2 separate regions of the Ovis aries genome follow, and region 1 is linked to region 2. Evidence: chromatin contacts called from public Hi-C data. All regions are on one chromosome and are shown on one strand. Each heading gives the region's core, a stretch centred on a gene start, on an enhancer-like site or on the middle of the called end of the contact. The rest is flanking DNA. Distances are from core to core; before and after follow the strand shown. Region 1 overlaps LOC114114910 (a long non-coding RNA gene). Region 2 has its middle 28 kb from the start of TRNAC-GCA.

Region 1 (4,606 bases), core at 1,077-3,576, 230 kb after region 2:
ATTCTGATAGCTAAATTCTCTAAGTCGAATCCCAGAGTCTTTTACCATTGTATGCTGTATTCTTGCTTTTAAAAAACAAACAAGATTTAAACATATAAGCTAGATGATTTCAAAACTGGAACACATTACACCATCATTTATTTCTATTTAATTAATGTTTTAATATATAGTTGTAAATCTAACTATACCTAAGGCAAAAAAAGTATTTACTTAAATCAGTTTCTATTCCAATCAGAATGAACTCCCCAATCATTTTTGAAGTAATATTTTAAAATCATTGTGGTTAGTAACACTTGTAAATCATTGTAGTGAGAGGAAGAAGATGATGAAGGGTGATCAATGTCCTTGATTTTCTGTACAGCTATACCATCAAGCTTTATAAAGTTACCTAAGGGTGTATTAAAACATACTGCTTCTATGTATTTACATGCTTATAAACTTACCCTAAGAATATATTAAGAAATGCAGTCCATTTGATTTTTTTTTTTTCCATTCCTTGCCAAAAATCAAACCTGCTCTGTTTGGAAAAAAGCAGACACTTCTGTGATATCATGGAGTTTTTTGCATTTCAGTAAAGAAGTCAAGGACATGGGAATCAGAAATTCCCAAATTTTTAGGTCTCAAGGTATTACTGTAAAGGTTTTATCCCTTCCTCTGTGAAGACTGATGCAGATGGATTTCTCATTGCCTTTGGTCTCTGTCCTCTTTCTTTCGTGTTTCCTTTATTTGTATAAATTAGCGTTGTCCTTTCTTACTAGAATGTTTGATTTGGGCATATTCTCTCACATACATTCTCAGTCTCACTCCCCCCAGCTTGTCTGGGGAGTGGTTTTCCTTACTTAAAAAGCTTTGTAATTCAGACTCAGAGTGCCAGGGCCTTTTTTTTTTTTTTTTTATTCATCTGGACATGCTCAAAGGTCACACTCAAGATCATAAGCTATGTTTATATCCTTCTTATGGGCAAATGATGAAAATAATATCCACACGCATCTGATACTAGGGGTATGGCCTGGACACACACCTTGCCGTCTTCCCCTTGGCCTCTCCTGCCCTGAAGAATGAATACCTCCCTCTCCAAAGTTGATGCTTCGAAGTGACCAGTCAGATGTTGGCAGGTCAGCTGGCCGTCCTCTTGGACAGAGGGTTCATAAATCAGAGAAATGTTGGTGTGGTTGAAAGAAGAAGGTAGTCCAGCCTGAGGGAAACCACGTAAATCTCTCCCGGAGCATTGTTCCCGGTAGGGAGTTGGGGGTGAGAGTTGGGGTAGCTCCTGGGGTCTCGGCTGTTATTAATGCCCCAGCCTCCTGCAGTGGGTGCTAACTTGTTGTGCATGAGAGCTGCCACCACCCTTCCCAAACGTCGGGCGATTGGAAAAGTCAAGCACTGCTGAGCCCTGATTTTCATTTAATAGTCAAAACCAAGATGCATTGGGCTATGAAGATAGGACAGCTCCCTTGAAAAGATTATTTGAACTACAAAGGCATTCATTTAGGGCTAGCCATGTTGCAAAAGGGCCTGCTAGAAATTAGCAGCCTGTCCTGGTATTTGGAGAGCAAGAGTGACAACTTATTGGAAGTTCTCAAGGAATCATTTATATTTCACACTCCACTAGGCAGCTGATTTGAGATTGTCTGTTAGCATAACAAAGGCTCTGAGCCTGTGAACTTCAGAAACCTTTCGACCTCTTAGCTGCTGGCATGAATAGCCCCCAGTCCTGCCTATAGAGATCTCCCAAAGCTCCCCTGTTCGTGGCTAAATTGTTAATCAGGGTAATTTAATATAGTTTTCAATATGCCTCATCTCTTATTGGGAAAGGTATTCACAGCTCCCCTACCCCTGGAAAAAAAAAAAGTTCTTTTATTCAAGTGTGAGAGGGGCAGCTGCAGACAGACCAGCATCCCTGGCTGCTCCCCCCAAACCCCCTCTGTAGCAGCAGTAATGTTCTGAGCAGCAACCATAGTGAAGGGCCAGAAAAAGAAACTTCGACAAGCACCCCTCTGCACACACTCTAACCTGAAACTGAAATTCCAGTCTGTTTATGCCAGGAACCGACAAAACAAAACCCCAAAGCTCAGCCATAACTGAAACCTCAGCTCACACACACACACACACACACACACACACACACACGCCACACCCCCTTCTCCACCCTCTCTTTACCCCCACCCCTCTCCTTCCTCCTCATCTCCCAACCAAGCTTCTCTTCTGGCTCCCGTCAAGACAAAACGCACCGGAGCCCAGGGCCTGCTAATTTTCATTTCTCTCCCTCTTTGGAGGCAGCCCACACCGTCCTGCACGCTCCTTCACAGTCACCCTCCGCCCGGAGCCCGCAGCCTCTCCCTGTGTCACACACACTTGCTCTCACCCGCTCCCTCGCACACTATCAATTCACATGCACATTAGTTAGCTGAAAAGAGCCAGAGCACAAATATATTCATTTTAATCCAGTTAAGACCTAAGAGGTCTCAGAGGATATTCTTCCATAGTTTGAAAACCAAGTCTGAAACTCAGATTTGGCTACACTGTTTCATCTCAAAGAGCCTATGGTGTGCCTTTCTTTCACTTTCTGCCAGTACATATTGTAAAAAATAAATAAATAAAGTGAATGAAAAACAGTCACAAGCAAACCACCCAGCTTCAGGCAGACACTGCTCACATATCATCACTATGTTGTCTTATTTTTAATGACTGTGTTTCTTGTACCCATGTGCAAAGTCAGAATTTCATACAAGAGAAGGAAAAAAAAAATGAAATCACTATTTTTTTAAATTAAAAATGTAAGGATACAATCTCTTCATCTCATTTTTCCACATCAAAATTTAAAGATATTTATAATCTTTAATCTTTCATTTCCCACATGAGAATTTGAAGACATCTCTGCAAAATGTATCTGGGTATTTCCCGATCCCTTTGGTGGTGATTTTCTGTGCAATTGCGCTCCGTCTTTGTGCGAGTTGAGGCCCTGTGTCTTGCTTCTTCCTGGAACAGCCATTTCTTGTGTGCCCTGCTTTGGTTGGTGGGCTTGCCTCAGCTCCTGAAGTTGGATAAAGCCAGGATCTAGTGCCTGAAGTATTTGCTTTGAATTTGCTCTAGTTAGAGTGGTCCCTGGTGGGGGTGGGGAGACTTTCTTCACTCACTTGGGATTGTAATCTGGCATCTCAGAATCACTAAGATGGGAGACAAATTTCTGTTTACAGGATCAGGAAAGGATTACTAACCTCCAAAACAGAAGTACAAATATAAGCCCACAATTAAAAAAACATAACAAAACAAACAGCTCAACCTCTTTCCCAAGATAATTTTTCGTGGAGTTGAAAGAATAAAAGGTTTTTAAAAAACATTTCTTAGTCAATTTTAACATCTAAACAATACCCAGAAGTGACACTTTAGAAAATAAAATAAGTATATCTGGCTATTATACAACAATCTTAAAATCTGCATTTTCCTTACCATAAAAAGGGATTCTCACAGCTTTAATTTCAGTGCTGCCAAAGTTTTTAAATTATAAGCATCTTTGTCAATGATCTGTGCATTTTCATTTTAATGTTGGGCTTTTTTATTTTATTTTGTAAATAGCGATTTTCATTTTCCTGATGTCTTAAACCAGAATATCTCTAAAAATATTAATTGATAGTTACTGCAAATCAGTGGATAAATATTTCTGGTTTCTCTTTTTTAAAAATCAAATATAATTCAGAAATAATTCCTATATAAATTAACAGAAATTTAACTTTCAAAAGATGTTTAGAGAGAAAAAAATATTATGGCTTTTAAACCCAAGAAAGAAAAAATATACAATTTGCATTTTTTCAGTGCTTTTGCTTAACATTTTTTTCATTAGCTTTTTATTCATTAGAATTTATGATCCATGTCCATCATTACACTTTCACATCTCTGATTTCTGTTAAATTTTCTAACAGAGGTTAATAAATATAAAGGGGTAAAAAGGCCTATTTGCTTTCATCTAAAGTGCTCAGTATTTCAAGATTATTTGTATTTGCATTAAAATTTTTTTCATGTTCTAATTTAAATTATTTAAATTGGCCTGAAATTAATTCTATTTGGAGTTAAAAAGTAATAGGAGGATTTTTTTTTAAAGGAATTAAATAACATGATTTTGCTTAATTATAACATTTTCTTAATGTTGGGCCATCTAACAACACCCTCTCTAGCATGGCACAGTTTGGGCTTCATATTTATGGAAGAAATAGGGTTGGGGGGAGAAGGATGTATATTTGGAATGGTGTTTGACAGGGGGAATGAACGCAGACACCAGAACAATTATATTACAATCCCATTGGGAATGCCAGCACCAAATTTAGCCAGACTGATGGGGTACTGTCTAGACGGTCCCTTTTGTGTATCAGCTGTTTTTCCCCTGCTTTATTGCACTGCCTGAATGTGTGAGTTGAACATGCATATGGATCCCAAACATAACCATTCCAGCAACCATACATTGCTGTTAAATTCTCTCATTTGGCTGAGAATCAAGGGTTGTGTATTCCTACTGTATTCCCTTTACAATATTTTGTAATTAAAATGCAGCTTCCAGAATTAGAGGTTTAACAAAGGTCATAAGACAAAGTAGAAAGTGCCTAGGCTGTTT
Region 2 (4,507 bases), core at 1,143-3,642:
TTAAAATTAAAAGTTTTTGCACAGCAAAGGAAACCATCAACAAGACATAAAGACAACTTACCGAACGGGAGAAAGCATCTGTAAATAATATGGCCAATAAGAGATTAATATCCAACATATATAAACAGCTCATACAACTCAACATCAAGAAAATAAACAACCCAATTCAAAAAATGGGAAGAAGAAATGAATAGACATTTCTCCAAAGAGGAAATGCAGAAGTTTAATAGGCACATGAATACATGCTCAACGTCTGCTAATCATCAGGGAAATGCAAACCAAAACCACCATGAAATATCACCTCATGCCTGTCAAAATGCCTACCATCAAAAAGAACACAAGTAACAAATGTTGGCAAGAATATGGAGGAAAGGGAACCCTATGCAATGTTGATGGGAATATAAACTGGTAGAGTAACTGTGGAAAATAGAAATGGAAGTTTCTCGAAAAACTTAAAATAGAATTACTATATGACCAAGCAATTCCATTTCTGGGTATAGGTCTGAAAAAAAAACCCTAATTTGAAAAGATATATGCACCCCAGTGTTAATGTTGTAGTTGTTCAGTTGCCCAAGCGTGTCCAACTCTTTGTGACCCCTTGGACTGCAACACACCAGGCCTCCCTGTCCCTCACACCCACTTCTGAAAAGCCATGAGCATCTCTAAGACGGAAACCTTCCAGAATTCCTGTTCCTCTTCCTAACTTCTACCATACTTGAGAATCATGGTGAACATAATGTGCTTTCCGTGTACGAGGATGCTATATACTTGGCATGGAATAAGGACTCCATAAAAACGTGTTCAATGGATAGATGCTGACAGTGTTAGTTAGTGTTGCGTCTGACTCTTTGCAACCCCATGGACTGTAGCCCACCAGCCTCCTTTGCCCATGGAATTCTCCAGGCAAAAATACTGGAGTGGGTGCCATTTCCTTCTCCAGGGGCTCTCCCTGACCCAGGGATCCAACCCGGGTCTCCCACATTGCAGGCAGATTCCTTACCATCTGAGCCACCGGGAAGCCCAAATGCTGACAAAACACTATTTCAAATCTTGTGCTCTCTCCTCACCACCTCCAAGGTGTAAGATTTGAGGGGGAGCTGAGTCAAGTTTCTAGAAATTACTGTGTCAACATAGACATCTATGAAACAAAGTCACATCACTATTTCCCTGCTTTCTCTTTAGAGGATCTCAGAGCACTATACCAACCTCAATTTTCTTCAGTGACATTTTTCCCTTCAATGCACCCCACAGTACATTCCACATGTTCAGACCACATGCAAAGCGTGAATACCCTTTACTGGTGGCTGTAAAAGGCCGTTAAATCAGACTGGATATAAGTTCCAGTAACAACCTACTACTCCCGGGTCTTGTTTTTTCTTCGAGGATTTGGTTTTTCTTCTCCTGGGTCCTGTTCGTGCTCTAAGCGCTCACCTGTGCCGCAGGAAGCCCTGACTTTAAATGGCACCCCTGAAATGCAGGAGACCCAGCTTCGACCCTGGGGTTCAGTAAGATCCCCAGGGGAAGGGAATGGCACACCACTCCAGTATTCTTGCCTGAAGAATCCCCATGGACAGAGAAGCCTGGCGGGCTACAGTCCATGGGATCGCACACAATCGGACACGACTGAGCGACTAACACACACACACAGCGGGCAGTGCGCCCCACACCCGCTCCTCCACAGCCCGTCTTCTCACCCCCTCCCCCCCATGCTACTAAGTAGATCTAATGCTGTTTGATCTCATCTCCAATTCTTTGCGGTTTAGGGAGCTGTGCAGCCTTGTTTAGGGAGCTGTGCAGCCTTGATGTACAAGACAAATACACACTGTAGCTCTGGGCTTACAAAATCATCTATCATCACCCTGCCTTTGGACGTGACCAGTACATTGTGTGTTTCACAGAAATTAATCTGGTGTTTCGGAGGAGAAAGGCATTTCGGAATCAGTCTGCGTGCAGAAGCCTTCCTGCAGACCCTGCAGACGCAGTTTCAACGCCTTTCGCCCCTGCTCAGCAAGTCTCAAACTTGACCTTCGAGAGGATTTCAAGGGTAATGCCTTCCTCCCTTTCCCCGGTAAGGCCTCCTTCTGGGAAGCAGCTGCCTGGTACCAGGGCTCTGAGAACTGCACATCCAGGCGCTCGGACAAGGCGGGGGATCCAAAGGAGGCGCGGGTGGGAGTGGAGAGGGGACCGAATCGTGGGGGGCGGGGGAAAAGGGGGAGAGCTGGAGAGGATGGAGGGATGAGGAAGATTATCTGCATATGCACGAGGCGCCCGGCACTGCCCTCATCCCCCAGCAGCTGCCAGGGCGGGAGCGGAGGAGGGCGGGGGTGGACAGCGGAAGAATGAGGCGGGGGAGGGGCGGCTAGAGTAGCATCTGAAGCCGACGCCTGTTTGGAGAACGGAAGAGGCGATTTGCATGGCGCCCGGTGATTGGCTGAGGGCGGAGGCTGGGCCTGAGAGGCGACTCCTGAATGGCTCAACGGACAAATCGCAGGATTCGTTTGGCCGCGGAGAAGCCGTAGAGGACAAGGTCTGCGCAATATGAAGCCTGGCCGCGAGGGGGCGCGATGTCCCACCTTTGTTCTCGTGAAAGGCTCCTTTTCTTGCCGCTTCCCCCGCCCCCTGTCCGTGTCCCCACCCCCGCCACACACACAGACACGCAGAAAGTGCAGAGAAATCCTGTGATCCAGTCAACTGGCTCTGCCCCGTCTATTAAGAAAGATGAACACTCCTTTCTCTTCCATCTCCTTCATGGGAGACCACTTTTCATTTCAGATTATCACAGCAATAAATATTCTTCGAGGGATAAAAAAAAGGCACTTAGCCAAAAGATAAGAGAATATATATGAAGTGGGTGGGTTAAAGAGAAAGACAATGCGTGTAGGCAGGGAAACAGGCACACATATGTAAATATGCACATAATCACCCTAAGAACACAAAACATGAAGGGGGGTGCAGAGATATACAGGAGAGAATACACATCACTCACAAGATGCTCACAGGTTATACACACTCTCCCACACACCCACTAACCAACACACCACCACACACACACACACACACACACACACACACGGACCTCTGAAAAGGCATCCCAGTGAATTTACATGCAGTGGAAAGACTACCGATAAAATATGAGAAGAATTTAAATGGCTCACCCCCTCCCCCTCCTAAAAAAATACTCAAGCCGAACGGTTCTATTTGCATTATACTAATATACACAGGACGCTGGCAGGGGCAAAAAAAAAAAAAGGCTCCATTTGAGGCACACCGTAGAGAATGCGTGTATACACGCGTGCGCGCGCACGCACACGCCCGCGCAACTGTGGGCGGGACACACCCACAGCCTGTGTCCTCCGCCCACGGGCACAAGAAGACAGATGCCATCCACAGCGCTCAGTACAGTTTTCCAGAAAACGCTAAACGCGAGAAAAACGTGAAGAAACCACCCTGCTCAGCCACGGAAGCCCTATTAGTGAACCCACGTTTTCTAAATACACACACACACATACACACACACACACACACGCTTGTCAGAAGATTTGGGTTCAAAGAATAGTGGATGCACAATAGAGAACAGAGCTAGAGTATGTCATCAGGTTAAACAACACTTTGAAATTACTTCAGCCTCTGATGGCTTCCTGGGATGCTCCTGAAAAATCATATCCAAGAAAAACAAAACATTTTTATTTATTCTGCTTTTCCTTTTTTTCCCTTCCTATCCTTGTTTTTAAGACAGTATAGAAGAATCTCCCTTCCCCAAAGGAGGATCGCCCTCCCCTCACCCCCACCCCCATCCCCCCGTTTTTGTTTTGCGAGCTTTTGAGCTGTCCTGTTGATTTGCCAGGGAGGAAGGTGCTAGGGAGCGGTCTCCCAGGCAGACAGCACCACAAAAGGCATTATTACACATTCCAAATAACAAGGGCTGTCTATATATTTACAAATCTGTTCAAATATTTAACCTCTTAACTTGCTAAATATCCCCCTCTTCTCCCTTTTTCTCTCTTGTGCTCTCCTCTCTCCCCTTTTCCTCCCTCCATCCGTTCCTTTTCCTTTCTCTTTCTAAATAGGTTGGAGGCAAGAAGTGCCCTTCTGGGGTCCAAAATGCGGCCAGGGGTGCTGGGCTTAACCTGACCCTCTTTGAATGCCAATTTCATTTCCAGGAAATCGCTCCTTTGCCTGCCAAAAGACCGAGTTTGAACCACCAGAGCTACCTTTTTTTTCTAAAGGAGAAGCTTTCATGGTGCCTCTCAGGTTTTAAACTGCCTCCAAAGCCATCTCCTAAACAGGAGGGATTTTCCTGACCCTTTAGGAGTGCCAGTGCCTCCAATCCGGAATGTTTTCTCTACGCTGTACCTCCAACCCATCCAGGAACTAGTTAGTAGAGGGGAAACTTGCATAACCGAGAACCTTCTAAAGACAGCCAGGGAGTTTGGACAGTATTTGATGACCCAACCAAGGCCAGGGTTTGGGCACATGCCAATTGCAGGAACCAAATCGGAATGCCATC

Evidence for each region. A called contact is a pair of places that touch in the nucleus more often than the background predicts.
Region 1: a contact with region 2 is called in a Hi-C map of hypothalamus, with 3 times the contacts expected there. The contact joins two enhancer-like sites. A contact is called at or near these places in 2 of 16 Hi-C or Micro-C datasets (hypothalamus and skin fibroblasts).

What each region holds. Positions count from the first base shown.
Region 1 is chr5:85,585,510-85,590,115 of ARS-UI_Ramb_v3.0, forward strand. All of the region lies in intron 1 of LOC114114910 (a long non-coding RNA gene), which reads left to right. Among named protein-coding and RNA genes, the nearest start is that of TMEM161B, 120 kb to the left of the region's middle. Within about 2 kb of position 2,327, at least 11 of the 54 cell types and tissues checked have an H3K27ac peak or open chromatin away from gene starts, as enhancers often do. A contact at or near this core is called in hypothalamus, where this site is marked.
Region 2 is chr5:85,357,234-85,361,740 of ARS-UI_Ramb_v3.0, forward strand. No RefSeq gene overlaps it. Among named protein-coding and RNA genes, the nearest start is that of TRNAC-GCA, 28 kb to the left of the region's middle. Within about 2 kb of position 2,393, at least 25 of the 54 cell types and tissues checked have an H3K27ac peak or open chromatin away from gene starts, as enhancers often do. A contact at or near this core is called in hypothalamus, where this site is marked.